Linked DNA regions of Hordeum vulgare: region 2 is linked to region 1. The links are chromatin contacts, called in public Hi-C maps. All regions are on one chromosome and are shown on one strand. Each heading gives the region's core, a stretch centred on a gene start, on an enhancer-like site or on the middle of the called end of the contact. The rest is flanking DNA. Distances are from core to core; before and after follow the strand shown. Region 1 has its middle 67 kb from the start of LOC123426560. Region 2 has its middle 16 kb from the start of LOC123430216.

Region 1 (7,800 bases), core at 3,146-5,645:
GGCCATGGGGTAGTACACAAAAGCATTATGGACAATGCTTACCATACCATGGGATCACTTGATACCTCTCGGTACATCTTGTACGCTTTGTGTGTTGATCATCTTGATTTACTCTTTGTTTTAGTCTTGATCAACCTTGTGTACTTATGACCATTCTTTGGATAATACCTTGAATACCACCATGGTCATCATATAATCTCCTTGAAACCAACAGATAGACTTCAAGAAGTGCCAATGGAAAAATCCTTCGAATATAAATCAATGCAACCGTTAGTCCATAGGGATTGTCTTCAATTACCAAAACCATATATGGAGAAATATTCTCTAACAAGGTGTGTCTAGCAAACAATATTAGACACTTGAGTCTTCATAGAATATCACCTTGGTGTGCATTGGTCATCCCGAAGCTTAGGCTCTTTCCACTTCTCATTCCTTTGTCCATCGAGATAATACCCAAAACTTGAAAACTTTAATCACACAAAACATACCAAAACTTCGTGAGATCCCTTAATATAGGAAACATAATAAACACTTTTAGGAGCTTCTACAAATTGATTTTTATTTTTATTTACTAGTTACTATATTCTTACTCCTCCATGGCTTATACCCCTCGATATAATCTATAGCATAATCAAAACAAGCAAACTATGCATGCAAAAATAGAATCTGTTTAAAACAGAATATTGTGTAGTAATATATTTAATTTCCATACTTCTGTAACTCCAAAAAATCTGAAAATTTAGGACAACCTCGGGAATTTGTATATCAGTACTGTGTAAAATATTCAGCTTAAAAAGATGCTACAATAACATCAGAGAAGTTGTGTAGTGGTCGTCAAAATTTCTGTTTTTGCACCGTATCAATTCTACTCATCATGCAAATCATCCCAAAGGCTTTACTTGGAACAAACACAAATTAAACATAAAAACACAAATTATTAAAAGTAAATAATCATGTTATCACACACTAATAGGAATGAATTATAACTATTGGGTTTTCTCCCAACAAGCTCTTTCTTTATAGCCATTAAGATAGGCTTAAAATTTCAATGATGCTCACATAAAAGAAAAGAACTGAATCACAAAGAGAGCATCATAAAACATGTGACAATAGCATTTAAGTCTAACATACTTCCTATGCATAGGCATTTTATAAGCAAACAATTTATCAAGACAAGAAGTGTCTAGCATAAGCTAGTAGGAAGAATGAAGCATTAACAATTTGAATATCAAGAGAGGTAAGTGAGTAACATGAAAATTTCTATAACCATATTTTCCTCTCTCATAATGATTACATGTAGGATCATATTAAAATTCAACATATAGAAGTCATGCTTTTCAGTCAAGGAACTATCATGAATCACTTTGTAAATTTCACAATTTTTAGATTCATGATTTTCAAGCAAGACCTCATAAAGATAATCTAATGCACTCTCATTAGCAATTGTTTCAACATAAGAGGGTCTTCTCAAAAGATTAGCTAGGGATGAGGATCCATTTATCTTTATTTTTGCTTTTCATTTTCTGTTAGTGTGTGACAAAGATGAAGATAGCATAACTAGGCAAGTAAAGTAGAGAGCAAAGACGCAAACTAGTGACAAGCTAAACAAGCAAAGATATTATTTTTTGTATTTTTCATTTTTTAATGCAACAAACTAAATATACCAGCAAATAAAAAGAGGAACAATTGAATGAAATTTTGTGTGGAGTTACTTGATAGTTGGTGAATATATTCCCCGGCAGAGGCGCTAGAAATCCTTCGTGATACTCATGATCTGCGTTGGGTTTTCCGTGAAGAGGAACAGGTTATCGCATTAAAAAATGGGTAAATATTTCCCTCGGTCATGAAACCAAGGTTATCGAACCAATAGGAATATCAACCACAACCGTCTTCAGCGGCTGCACACAAAAGAACAAACAACTTGCAGCCAACACGGGCAAGAGGGTTGTCAATCCCCTTGGTCTCGTTATTTGCAAGCGAATGAGGTGTGTAGATAACTGTAGATAATTGTAAAATGAAAAATAAAATAAATGAAAATAAATGGCAGCAAGGTGTTGAAGGTTGTAGCAATATGTTGTGAATAGACCCGGGGCCATAGCTTTCCCTAATGGCATCTCTCATGAAAATAGCACACGGTGGGTAAAAAAGTTACTGTTGGGCAATTGACATGAGAGCAAATAGTTATGCGATTTTCACGGTAATGATCATGGAAATATAGGCATCATGTCCATAAATAAATAGGCCGACTCCTCACTACACCTATCACTATTACTTCACTTCAAGAGCAATTCTATGCTTGCCTCTCTACATATTAAGTTCATGACAAAGGAAGTAATGCTTGGAGTAAGATGACATAATGTAGACAAAGTAAACTCAACCAAAATGAATAAACCCCATCGTTTTACCCTTAGTAGCAGCAACACAAAGACGCAACTTGTCCCCTTCCGTCATTGGGATATAGAAACTCGCTAGGTTTAACCTACTACAACGCACCTCTCTCATCGAAGAAATATCAATCTAGTTGGCCAAACTATTTCAGTAGATCAGAGAGAATTATGAAGCTATCATAATAATGCACATAAGAATCATATTATATATCAGAGGAGACTCAAATATTTATCATGAATAATCTGAACATAAACCCACAATTCATCAGACCCCAACAAACGCATCGTATAAAAGAGTTACATCATATGAATCAAAGCGAAGATGTGATGATCATTGTATTGAAGATCAAAGGGAGAGACGACCATCTAGGTACTGCTATGGACCCATAGGTATGTGGTGAACTACTCACACATCATTATGAGGGCAGCAAAGTTGATGAAGAAGCCCTCTATGATCGACCCCCAACCCTCCACGGAGTGCCGAAATGGAGCTCTGGATGGCCTTCTGTCAGAACCTAGCTTGCAATGGCGTAAAAACTGTTTCGGGACCTCCGCCGAAGGTTTTAGGGTAAATAAGAATTTATAGACCAAAGAACGGGGTCGGGAGATCCACGAGATGGCCACAAGCCATCCGGCCTCAACTTGATGGCTTGTGGGGGCCTCGTGTGCCCTCCGGCCTTCTTCCGATGCTCAACGGTCTTGTTTTGGTCCAGAAAAAAATCACAAAAAGTTTCAGGTCAATTGGATTTCATTTGGTATTGAAACCTGAAAAGTAGAAAAACATGCAGAAAACAGCAACTCACAGGTCAATAGGTTATTGCTCAAAAATAATATAATTTGGTAGATAATTTCCTAAAAAGTGTTCCAAAATGATAACGTAATAGCATGGAACAATTAAAAATTATAAATACGTTGGAGACGTATTAGTAACGAGAGAAGCCAATCGGTTCCAAGACGTCCTTCTTCACGATGAAGTAGACACATGGTACAAACAATCGAAGATAATCTTATGCATCCGGAAACACCGACGAAAATGATCAACAAATAGTCCATCGGGGGCAAAGTAGTCGGCCATGAGTGTCAAATGCACGTGCCTGTTGCGGTTGAGCACTCGATGACCCTTGATCGAACCCTTGAAATTGAGAACATCTCCTTCGCACGCTCCACGTCTTCAAGGACCCCTGGATCATCACCTCTCATCAAAGTACTCCTTGTCCGACGAGCCATCGGACGACTCGACATGCTGCTCGTATATGTATTCCAAATCAGAATCCATTGCGAAAATGAAGAACGGACAATTGTTTACTGTTTCAGCGATTCATCGAACAATTGCGAGAGCATGGTAACAATAGCAGTAGAGGATGGTACCTAGCGGGGCGGTGGGAGGACAAGGGTTGAACGGAGACGTAGAAGAAGTGGCGAGGAGCCCTGCTGGAGCGCCGAAGGTGACGAAGATGGGATGCGAGGGTGTGGCGTGGTGTCCGGGGTGATGGAGCGGTGGAGGCAATAGAAAAAAAGGAGAGAAAATGAAGAGGATGGAGTTGTGGGATCCGAAAAGGGTTTTCAATGACGACGGTTGTCGAATAGCGAGATTTTTCGTATCCGGACTTCTATAAATTTCCTTCACTTTTATCTTTGATTTACGATAAAAAAAATTACGGTGTGGAACATGACCGCGTTGTCCGGACAGACGGTCCGGACGGATGCACAGTTGCGGATCAAACGATTTGGTTTTTCTCCGCACCATGACCCTTGGTACTCGTGCTTATCATGCAAGAGCCGTCACTCTCAGGAATCTACGGACCCAAAACCTACTCGCAGGAACAAAAGATCACGAGATGCCATCATCGTCGTGGCTCAGCTCGTGGTACTACTATACCAGAATATAATTCCCGCTAGTGGTGGCGGATAACGAGAGCATGGCGCCAAGGCGGACACGTAGACCATACGTATGTACGTAGCTCGCGACGACGCATCGCCGGCGGCAGCAACAACGCGACGTGAGCTTTCTAACTAACAAGTAGCTCGGTGGATGCAGTAGGCCTATCCGGTCCAGGTCCAGGTCCAGCTGTAGGGCCGGCTACTGTACCGTTTCGTTAGCGCCATGAAAGACGCTCGTGGCGTATATGTGCTCAGCAACGTGGCATCGTCGTGTCCATTTCCGCGTCAACGGTAAAGCACCAGGCTGTGTAAAAGCTAGTCGATCCAGGGTATATCCGTTTCCTCCGAGGAACAGAAGAGGGAGCTTAGTGGCCGGCAAGCAGCGACTCCCCCGGCCTCCATGAGCTGCACAACTCTCCTCCAAGAACTCGCATGGTCGCATGGTGTGCACTTTTGGGCATACTATTTTGCTACCAAGCATCGATACGGTGATACAGGATACAACAATTTCTAAAAAACAATAATACGGCGATACGGTAAATATATAAAAATGATGATAAAATAACATGTAATAAAAGCCATCATAATTTAAAAAACTAACATAATAAAATATATGAGATGGAATCAAAATATCGTTCTATTGGTTGACTAATTGCTTACATACCTTTTGGTTTCTCATTTTAAAAGTTTCACTATCATCAAAGGAGTAACACAACCATAGACTGCTCTAATTCAATTTAGATTGTAATACCTATTAATATAACTACGTAACAATAAACTTTTTAAAGTTAAGAACTCGAGATTGTCAAATGACAGACATATATAAAAAGTAAACTTGGATTGTATGAGTGAGCCAAATAATGAAGGGGGTATTGCTCTTCTTTCAACGTTTTAAAAGTCTTTTTCTTGATAACGATATAAAAAGCATAATCCTCATTGAGATTCTTATTCTCATAACGATAAATATATAGAAACTTTCATCTATGAGCATGACGATAATTGAAATCAGCAAAAAATACACATATGCTCAAATGATGATGAAGAAAGCTAAAGGATACCATGTTTTATAGTTGTATCTTCTTCTCTAGCAATAAGAGGCAGCAACAACATCAGGAAGTAATTTTACGTCATAAAAATCAACAAGAAGCAAGCTAACAACATCAAGAAGTAATTTTATCCAACAAACAACATCATTAGCAAGCACTTTTATCCAACTACTACATCGATACAGTACACGTCCACTACCTAAATGAACAGATCAAAGATACATCAATGCATGAGCAATATTGGACGGCGATACTTCAAGGATACCCGTATCGCCATTATTTTATTTTATTTTAAAATTGAAAAAGGCGATACTTTGAGAGTATCTGTATTAAAGTCGTATCTGATGTATTGAATATCGACAAAGTACTGCATGGCGATACACATATTTTTAATAGTCGATGCTTCGTAGCTACTCCCTCCGTTCCTAAATATAAATTATTTTATAGATTTTTTAGGAAACTACATACGGAGAAAAATGAGTGAATATATATACATTCTAAAATACATCTATATACATCCGTATGTAGTTACTTAATTAAACCTTTAAAAAAACTTATATTTAAGAACGGAGGGAGTATTTTGCATGCCATTACATCCACTAGCTAGACTAGATAGCTAGGAGGAAACAAGAACACGTACACTCACTGAAGACCTACATCTATTGTACGGGTGTTCCAAATTGTCTGCGTAGCTGTATAACTAACACTGCTCAAGAAGATAATGCAGGAGAGAATCAAAACAAGATTCTCGACTTGTTGTGTTGTTGGTTGGTGACTTGAAGAGCTGTGCAAGACAAAAAATATGCAAGTGAAAACAACGTGTAAGGCAAATATTGATGATGGATATATACGGATTTGTTATTTCGCATCAATAAGAATTAACAGTTTTGGAGGTGCTTGTAGAGCTAAGATATGTGCATGTGTACATTTATAGAGGCGACGTATATGTGTATGTGGACAAAAAAACTCGTACACTATTTGATTAATCAAATAAAAAATCATCACGAATCTTCACGTAAAATCCAATGGTCTAGAAGTTACATGAGACATGATTATTTTCCATCTTGATTAGAGCTAGCCATATTTCTACTAACAAGATATCAGTCCTAATGAAAGAGGTTGTTGCGCTGGTTTCATTCGAGTTTTTTCTTGTGGCGTCAAATCTATGTACCTTTCAACATCATTGGTCAAGTCGCGGATTGTCCTTCGCTTCACCTACCCCTCTAGCGGCCGATGGTGGGAAAAAGAATCCTTCATGCATTGGATCCCCTTAGTTGTCCAGGTTATAATTTTTTCTCTCTCATTGGGATGCGTTGACGCATACTACGGTCCTGTTTAATCTTTGGGTTAGTCTTTTGGTTCTCGTCCCATCTTGAGTTTATCCACGAGGACAGAGTCGATGGAGCTGAAGTGTAGATTCCATGCGCTCCTAGAGGCAGTGAGGTTAAGGTTTCTAGCCCCATGTTCGCGACGGTGACATGTGGTGTGAGGTGCTTCAGATCAATACAATGGTTCAATGGCGACGAATGTGGCTCGAGGTCCCTGATCCTTAGAGGCAGATGCACGAAGACTATGTGTCTATCATTAACAAGGCCGGTGACAGAGTCAATTCTGATGGATCTCGGATAAGGGGTGTGTTGGTGTAGTGTATTGCCGCCGTGTGTTTTAGAGATTGTTGTAAAAAAAGCATGAACTGACTTGTTTTGCTAGTGCACATAGAGAGAAATAGTCCATTCAAGCCCGAGGAGAATGTTGTATTTAAAGTGAAGTTCGAATAATTTCACCGAAGATTATCTGCAAGGCAGAGAAGGATGAGCTACATTTAGAGAAGACACGTGAGCGAGAAGATTGTGGCCAAGGAGTTGAACCCTTCAAATTAGTGCTGACGTGAAGAAATATTTGTTCGGATTGTTAGAGAAAAAATGGCCGCAACCGAGAAGTTGACGGTGAATTGAAGACGTAGCATTCTGTTTGTTACTTCTAGCCGTGTGTGTAGCCCCCTTGTGTGAACTCACATGTGATACTTCTAGCCGTGTTTTCCACCCTACTTAGGATACTACCGGTTCTACGCACTGTCAGCTTGTACCCATGACTTATTCCCTACCTCAAGCCACTATATATTTACTACCTCCTACATTTTCTATGTTTGTCAAAAATTAAATTAGATGTTGTGGGACCTTTGCTTATCTTTATCTCCTCTTCGAGGATCCTGACCTCCTATAGGAGAAGAATGCCTTGTATTACCAAGACCTTCATATCCTTTGGATTAGGCGGGAATTGTCTATCAAAACCCTATCTCTCCTAGAGATCTGAGAAGAACCCTACCTAGTTACCTTTCCTTTGTTTTTTTATCAATCTTGAGGTGCATCTTACCTTGGTTCTGATTTTAGCAAACTTCTGGTATCAATCTTGTTCTTGTGTGTTTCCTCTTTATGTTATTGAGATTTTTTCCGAATCCACCTCCAAATTTTGAAGATTGGACCACT
Region 2 (7,800 bases), core at 1,643-4,142, 170 kb after region 1:
AGAACACGCGTCCACGTCATTGATACAAAGTGAACATATTTAAAACGCATAATATAAATGCATACAATAAAAAGAAGATCAAACATTGCAGGTTCTTTATTTCCACAACTCTTACATTTACATAAAAGATCTGTTAATTACATCTCCTTGGAGAAAACCCCTTATTAAGAATTCCAACATATATCTATTACATAGCATTACAACCTATGGGTACTACAAAATTTAGAAATAAAAGAAAACTAGAAAATGTAGAAACAAAATCCTCCTCGCTGTCATCGATGTTGGCGTACTCAGAAAGCCTTGAAGTTCGTCCATGCTAATATATGTGTTGCATAACATTTATAATTTGACAATGCTCGTTCATATAGCACGTGCATGCCTAGCTCTTTAACCATCGCATATTTTAATACAAAGATCTATTTAATGGTTAGCTAGCCTGGCTAATGGGCATATATGCAATATAGGGGATAACTCTTTTTACGAGTTAATTTTATCGTGCATTCGATTCCTGTATGAATGCGTGGAATTTAGGGAATATGTGTTCACTTTATGATAACAGATATATTTTGTGAAACCACATATGAGGAGGCTATATGGAAATTGATGATGCACTAAGTGATGTTTAGTGCAAGTAACATAGGCTATGATCCTAGTTATCATTTAATTTTATGGGCATATGCACCTATATGAGGGGAGTGCATGGTTTAATATTGATCTATATGAGGTTATCTTATAACATATAAGCTGGTTTTATACATGCATTTGTATATAGAGCTCATGATTTGATTTCAATTTATATGGGATTATCTTTTTGACATGAAAGTTGATTGCCTCCATGCACCTTAACCATACTAGTTCTTAACTATATCATATAGAACTAGTTAAATATTTATGTGATCTTAGATTTCAGATTTATGAGAATATTTTATAAAGTTTGGTTTCACTTGTATTAGTACTATCATCATGTATCAACATTGTGCCCATGTGTAGCCTCACCAAGAGGAGTTTAGTAATTTATTATTGCTTGTATTATCACCAGTAAAGTACTGAGTATATATTTGTGGTGTAACCAAACTCGAAGCATATGTCAATTTATAAGTGTGTCACATTTCCATTGCATATATGCATATGCACTTTAACGGTATAATATGATTCTAACACTTATGTTGGTACACTAGTTTTATATGAGGGACTAGTGACATGGGTATTTTGATTAAGTTTCACTTCACTCGTATTATTACTATCAGCGTGTAGTGATATGACCACGCGTAGCATAACCGAGTGAAGCACGATGATTTTCTTTATTTGTATTATTACTATCAAGGCATAGAATATATGCTCGTAGTGAAACCAAATTAGGAATATGTGCCAATTTATATTTGCATGAGCATGATGAAAATTATCAATTTTAGTTTAGTTATATGATACTAAACAATGCATGGAGTAATTATCATGTATGAGTATTTTGATTGTCATGTTTATTTTAATATTGACAACACTAGCAAAAGGGCCCGTGCGTTGCAGCGTAAGAAAAAAAAATACCACATGCTTGGCACACGGCTGGAGGCATGGGAAGGGGATCTCATCAGATGATGAGTTCCTGCCGGAGGAGGGGATACGATGAGGGGAGAAAGGGTTAGGCGCCTCTATCTGGCCATAAGGAGTCGCCGTTGCCGCGCCATAACCTCGGAGTTCCCCGTGTGAGCCATGAAGGCCCGCCTCCACCTGCAAGTACTTCGCTCCGCCATGCCTTATCCGCGCGCCACCGCCGTTCTGCATCGAGCAGACGCATCATCCCCAGTCACTGTAGTTGTCGCGTTGATTTGATCGGAAGTTGTGCTCGAGCGCCGAAACGGGGGCAGCAAGCGGGCAGAGGTACGGCCGGGGAGGCGGGTGGGTTGAGATCGACAGCAGTGGTGGTTGAGGTCGGCCGCGGCGACGATTGGTGTGGCAGCGGCCTGGGCACAGGCCAGGGTGGACCAGGGTCGACGTGATGCGCTCGAGCGCCGCAATGGGGGCAGTGAGCGGGGAGAGGTACGGCCGTGGAGGCGGGTGGGTTGAGATCGGCAGCGGTGGCGGTTGAGGTCGGCCGCGGCGGCGAGTGGTGTGGCGACGGGCACAGGCCAGGGTGCCCCAGGGTCGACGGGAGGAGGCGATGCGTACGGGTATAATTTTTGCAGCGAATCATTTTTTCCTTTTGCGTTGCAGATGAATGATGGAGCGCGGGTTGAATAACAAAAAATACAGGGGCTTTTTTATAAAAATGCCGCGGTGGGTTTTTCGACGGAAGCAATAGCCGCTTTATTATTAGGTATAGATCTATTTAGCTTTGCCTTCAATTAAATTTTATGAACTTTGATCGACTTTATAGAAAAAGTTATTAACATGGTACAATGTTAAATCAGTACCATTAGATTTGTTATTGTAAATGTTCATGTTGTTTCTATAAACTTGATCAAACTCTTGTGGAAAAACTAATATGTAAAGTAAATAAAGACGGTGGGGGTATGTTCTGCGGCTTCACATTCATAATCACGCTCCACCTTCTGACTGGAGCTGCATTGATCGGCCAAAAAGGTCAGGTCAAGAGAAAACTGGCTAGGTCTCAATGCAAAGGGATATGTTCTTCATGTAGCTTTACTCATGAGCTTAGAAACTTTAATTCTGAAGCTCACAACCTCGTCGCAAATCTCTCTCTCTTGGTATTGGCCGCCATGTCTGTTTAGGCCATACTTCTGATCCTACGTTAGTTCCTGTATAAACATCATGGCTGGATGGATAAAGCTTTGCGAGAATGACTAAGAAAAAGGGAGTTCAGGTTCAGGTTGTGTAGTTCAGATTCAGCATACCAGCACATTGAGCACACTCTGTTCCAGAAATTCAGGTTTAGACATTCACACTGTTTCAGGACGGATTCGGGGTGTAACAAAAAAATAGTAAAAATCAATTGCACATATTACATAAACCTCATTCAAGGGTCCAACCACAATTGATTACGTTTTCCTGTGCGTCCTAATATACAGCTCACGTGTTGTTATTATTATTCAGCTCCTTCCACTAATCACCACCTTCATCGTGCATTATTACTCGGTGACATAATTCCTTCAGCTGACAGAAACACCGGACCTACCACCATCTATAGTCGTGCCTTGACCTGACTTGCTGCCGGTGCACTCTGCACATGAAAAGCAACATTATACAAATGTATCACATTTCACTATATCAGAACAAGAATTAATTGGCGATCTAAAATTGGCTCTCATTCTGGCTGAAACAAATAGAAACTACGACACTTTAGTGGGGAAAATGGGCATTAAAGTTTTCAGCTGAAACGAAATGGCACTCGTGCTCACCAGAGGAATCCCTTTCGCCGCTCTTTCGGCGAGGTAGGAGCAAGGCTCGAAGAAGCTGTCGTACCGCTTCGCCCACAGCTGCAACTTTTCGTGGATGTATTTTGCACCGATGGAATCTCCCCACAACATGACCCCTCCCCTGCAATATTTTACACCACAGGCAAGTAAGTAGTTGCTAGTAAATCTCTACAATAGGACCTGTAGGGTTCATAGTGAGAGGCACCTGTAAGGTGGGAATCCCATGCCAAAGATTGAGGCGATGTCAAGATCCGACGCCTTTACTGCAATGCCCTCATCAAGGACACGACACGCTTCGTTTATGACCGGGAAGAACACCATCTCAACTATGTCCTTGTCACTTAGCTTCATCAACTGACATGTTTATGCAGGAAGTTTTAGCACTAGAGCAACTTGTTTATTTTGCAAGAAAATACAACAGATATTAGCCAAAAATCAAAAGATGAACCAAACCAAACCTCAGCGTCTGGAGTGACTCCTGCCATGCTCCTAGATTTCTGAATATACGTCATAATTTCAGGATCAGGAGTTGCCTTCCTCTTATCCTCGTACTTGTAAAATACCTTCCGACTGCCTTCGCCTACATGAATGGTTGGTCAATCATGGTAACACATTTCAGAAACCAGTACAATGTACAAACATTAACTGCAAAAGAACAAATATGCATGATATACTGGTGTTGTTTGATAAATTTTACCTGCTCTTTTGTCCTCCATCATAATAGGGATTAGCATGGACTTGTAGACTCTGTCCAGAAAATTTTCAAGGTACTGCATACCAGTAGCCACAGCAACACCAAAACCAACAAGATCAGCAAGCCTGCATATATATACATAAAATAGTTAGCAGCTAGACTGAGTCCATCTGGCATCACTCAGAAACTATCATACAAAATGTTAAGAATGTCGTAGGAGCGTATATATATTCAGGAAAACGATACAGAATTGTTTATCTGACCTGAATGGACCCATGGGCATTCCAAATTTGGTACATGCACGATCAATCTTGTAAACATTCATAACATAATCAACAAGCAGGAGTGCTGACTGGGTGTAAGGAAAGAACATCCTGTTGACTGCGAAACCAGTGCAATTCCCAACCACTATTGGTGTCTTCTTGATCCTCTTCCCGACATCCAGCAAGTCAACAACAACCTGTGCTGAAGTGTGCTGGGTACGAACTATTTCCAGGAGTGGCATCACATGCGCAGGACTGCATACGTAGTGCAATCAATTAATGGATGTACATCCAGAATTACTGTACATCAATCAATATACGCTGCATTACCAAAAGAAGTGTGCACCAACAATACGGTCTTGGGACTTTGTTTTCTCTCCAATTAGATTAAGATCAATTGTAGATGTGTTGGTAGCAAGGATGCAATGGGAAGGGCAGTACTTCTCCAAGTCCGCAAATGTTTGCTGCTTCAACTTCACATTCTCAATAACCGCCTGCAATTGTGAGAAATAACAGAGTTAAGCATAAATAGCTAACTATAATTAATTCCAGGTCATTAATAAGGTTTAATACTTGCCTCGATAACTAAGTCCACTTCTTTGAACTTTTCATAACCAAGGGCACCACTGAGAAGAGACAATGCCTTCTCGTATCTCTCCTCTGTCATTTTTTCTTTCCTCACACGACTCTGCAAATTGGTTGGTGGAGCGAACCAGTGAAATAAAAAAATTTACAAAGATGCAGCGTAAGAGATTCCCAGAAAAAGTAAGATATGGAGAGGCTGAATCCTATTTGTAGTACCTTTGATCCTGTCAATTCCAGCATTCAGAAATTGCTCATTTACTTCTTTCAGCAGCACAGGATAGTTACTCAGTATCATTGCGGTAGCAATTCCAGAACCCATAAGCACACCACCTAGAATGGCGACTTTCATTATTTTCCTAGGCATCAAACCCAAGTCTGTAGCACCAGGAACCTGTCGCATATTTTAGAGGATTAAGACATGGTGTAATTTGATAGTAACAATTAGAAAAAATGTCCTTCATACCTTTGATGTTGCAAGCTGAGAGAAGAATACCTGAAGTAAGCTTTTACATGTATCTGAGAAAAGAAGGCCTTGGAATGCGTTTGCTTCCTGCATGTACATTACAGAAGTGAATCCAAAATTCTGTATTCATAACAGGAAAATTAAATAAAGTAGCAGTAATAGCATCAAGTACCTTCCAGAGCCCAGCTCGAGGTCCTGAAACTATACCTTCTTCAATGACATCGCTACAAATAAGTGGGTGTTCAAGATTTGCAGCCTGCTTTCGAGCTTGAGCCCTTGCAAACTTGAGAATCTCCACCAAGGGGTTCTAGTTTGTGGGTCTTGTAAAGGCTTTTGATCCATGGCTTTCTGAGCTCACAGATATCTAAAGCCAAACGACGAGCAGTATTCACCAAATCATTAGGAGAAACCAAGGCATCAACAAGACCCAGTTGGTGTGCCTCTTCGCCCTTAATTGGCTTGGATAGCTGATGCAAATGGGTTGTTTAGTTAGGTGAAGTGGTTGAATTTAAACCAGTTAAGTCACAGAAAAGAAAACAGGCTCCAAAGCAGTATTTACCAACACCATTTCAAGTGACTTTGTCAGTCCAACAAGACGTGGGAGTCGCTGCGTTCCTATAAATTATGCATATGGGTCATCACATTGAAAATCTAGTTCATATTGGGGGTAAGCATATGACAGAAAAGATACAAAGCAACAGTGGAGTCCATATCATTCATATTTAAATAAATTAGGGATCACAAACAAAACATCCATGATGCGGATGCAGTACCCATCTCGTATTATGAGAAGTATGGTTGTTTTAGTGTGCATAGAGCCTGCAAGCTAGTTTGACACAACAAGTTGACAAGTGATGAGCCCTAATATATTTCTGGGTGTTTAAAAAACCACAAATATTACATTAAGCAGTTTCTGTGCTGAAGTACAAAACTAACAGGAAAGTGCATGGTTTAAGAGCCACTTCACTTTATGTTTGGTTCTTCAAATGCACAGACATGGGGACAGCTAGCGCGCCCGGGCATGGAGAAGGTGGGTCAGGCTGCGCCCTCAGTTGCCTAGAAAAAAGAACTGACAAATACCTGTAACAACAATAGCTTTGACATCCTTCCTCTGAAGAGCTTCTTCATAGCTTTCCTTTAAGCTTAGCAGTACTGAAAGAAAGAAGAAGTCATGGTGAAGACTAACATCACCAAAAGATTTGTCAATAATATTTTATATAATCTTCAGAGGCAATAGCTTCTAATTACATTCCAGCTAACTATCCTACGAATGCTTATGTTAGGAGGAGAACAACTTGCGCTAATGTCGGCCAATTGTTCGGTGCATAAACCTGTGGTCATCAGCCACAGATGGTTTGTAGAATGCCATGTGATTTTGCTTCAAAGAATTGGCGAAACAGTCAATTTGAATTGTTACCTGTTGCATAGTTGTTGTAACAGCATCCTAGCAGGTGACAAGAACAGTTTTGACTATAAGCGGCAGTTAGATCACGCAAAAAGCAACGCACACAAGCGCACAACTAAATTTCTGATTCTGTAAAGCGCTGAGCTGCTACTAAGTTCCTCTACCCAGCAAAGCAGAGTGAGCTGGGAGAAAAAAAATCCCCAATGTTGAAGGAGCAAATCCTTGTTTTAGCTGTGTATGTATGTGTGTGTGTCTCTCTCTCTCCGACCTGGAATCTCGCCGGCCGGCGTTGATTACCTGTGTCTGTGGCTGTGCGTGTGCGCCTCCACCGGAAAGTTGCACCAACAACACACAAGCCCCCCAATCTTGAATCACGGAGGCAAAATTAAGCCTAGCGACACAGTTCTTGGCAGCGAATCACGCTCCCCCCCCCCCCCCCCCCCCCCATCAAGCACAAAGGAGAATTCAACAGAAAAGAGAAGAGAAAACAGGCAGAGCAATCTGGGATGGGATCGAAGACGAGGATGGGTGCTGCCGGTACGGTACTATTACCATCGATGGAGAGGGAGTTGACTGGCGGGTTGCAGATGGTGATGACGGCGACGCCGTCACCGCCCACCTCCATCTCGGTCGTCCCCTTGGCCGCCATCGCGCTTCCCAAGATCGCCTGCCTGCCGCCCGCCCGGTGTTTGTTTCTTGCAGGTTTCGCTGAGCCGAGGTTGCTTGCGGGATTTAATCTGCTAGAGTATCCTCCAAATGAAATTCATTTATAGCGGATGTTGTAGATGTAGAGGCTGTTGCGCTGCTGCCTCCTTCCGACGCCTCACGACGGCCTCGTCCTCGCCCTCCCTAACCACCACCTCCACAGGCTCCTCAACCGCCTCCTTCGCCTCCGCCCCCTTGAACATGCTGAACCCCTCCACAACATCTGCAGACCAACAAATCCAGTGGAAATCAAACCACCAGCACAGCAGCTCAAAGAACCAAGCAAGCAGGAACCGAAGCCTCACCGGGCGCGG

Evidence for each region. Hi-C and Micro-C count contacts between places; a contact is called where the count stands out from the background.
Region 2: a Hi-C map of leaf shows a contact between it and region 1, with 2.9 times the contacts expected there. The contact joins two enhancer-like sites. A contact is called at or near these places in 2 of 6 Hi-C or Micro-C datasets (leaf and seedling) and 1 of 1 datasets of contacts at active chromatin or transcription factors (embryo).

Annotation. Positions count from the first base shown.
Region 1 is chr2H:437,573,411-437,581,210 of MorexV3_pseudomolecules_assembly, forward strand. No RefSeq gene overlaps it. Among protein-coding and RNA genes, the nearest start is that of LOC123426560, 67 kb to the right of the region's middle. Within about 2 kb of position 4,396, at least 3 of the 3 cell types and tissues checked have open chromatin away from gene starts, as enhancers often do. A contact at or near this core is called in leaf, where this site is marked.
Region 2 is chr2H:437,742,214-437,750,013 of MorexV3_pseudomolecules_assembly, forward strand. It overlaps the pseudogene LOC123426561. Among protein-coding and RNA genes, the nearest start is that of LOC123430216, 16 kb to the right of the region's middle. Within about 2 kb of position 2,893, at least 2 of the 3 cell types and tissues checked have open chromatin away from gene starts, as enhancers often do. A contact at or near this core is called in leaf, where this site is marked.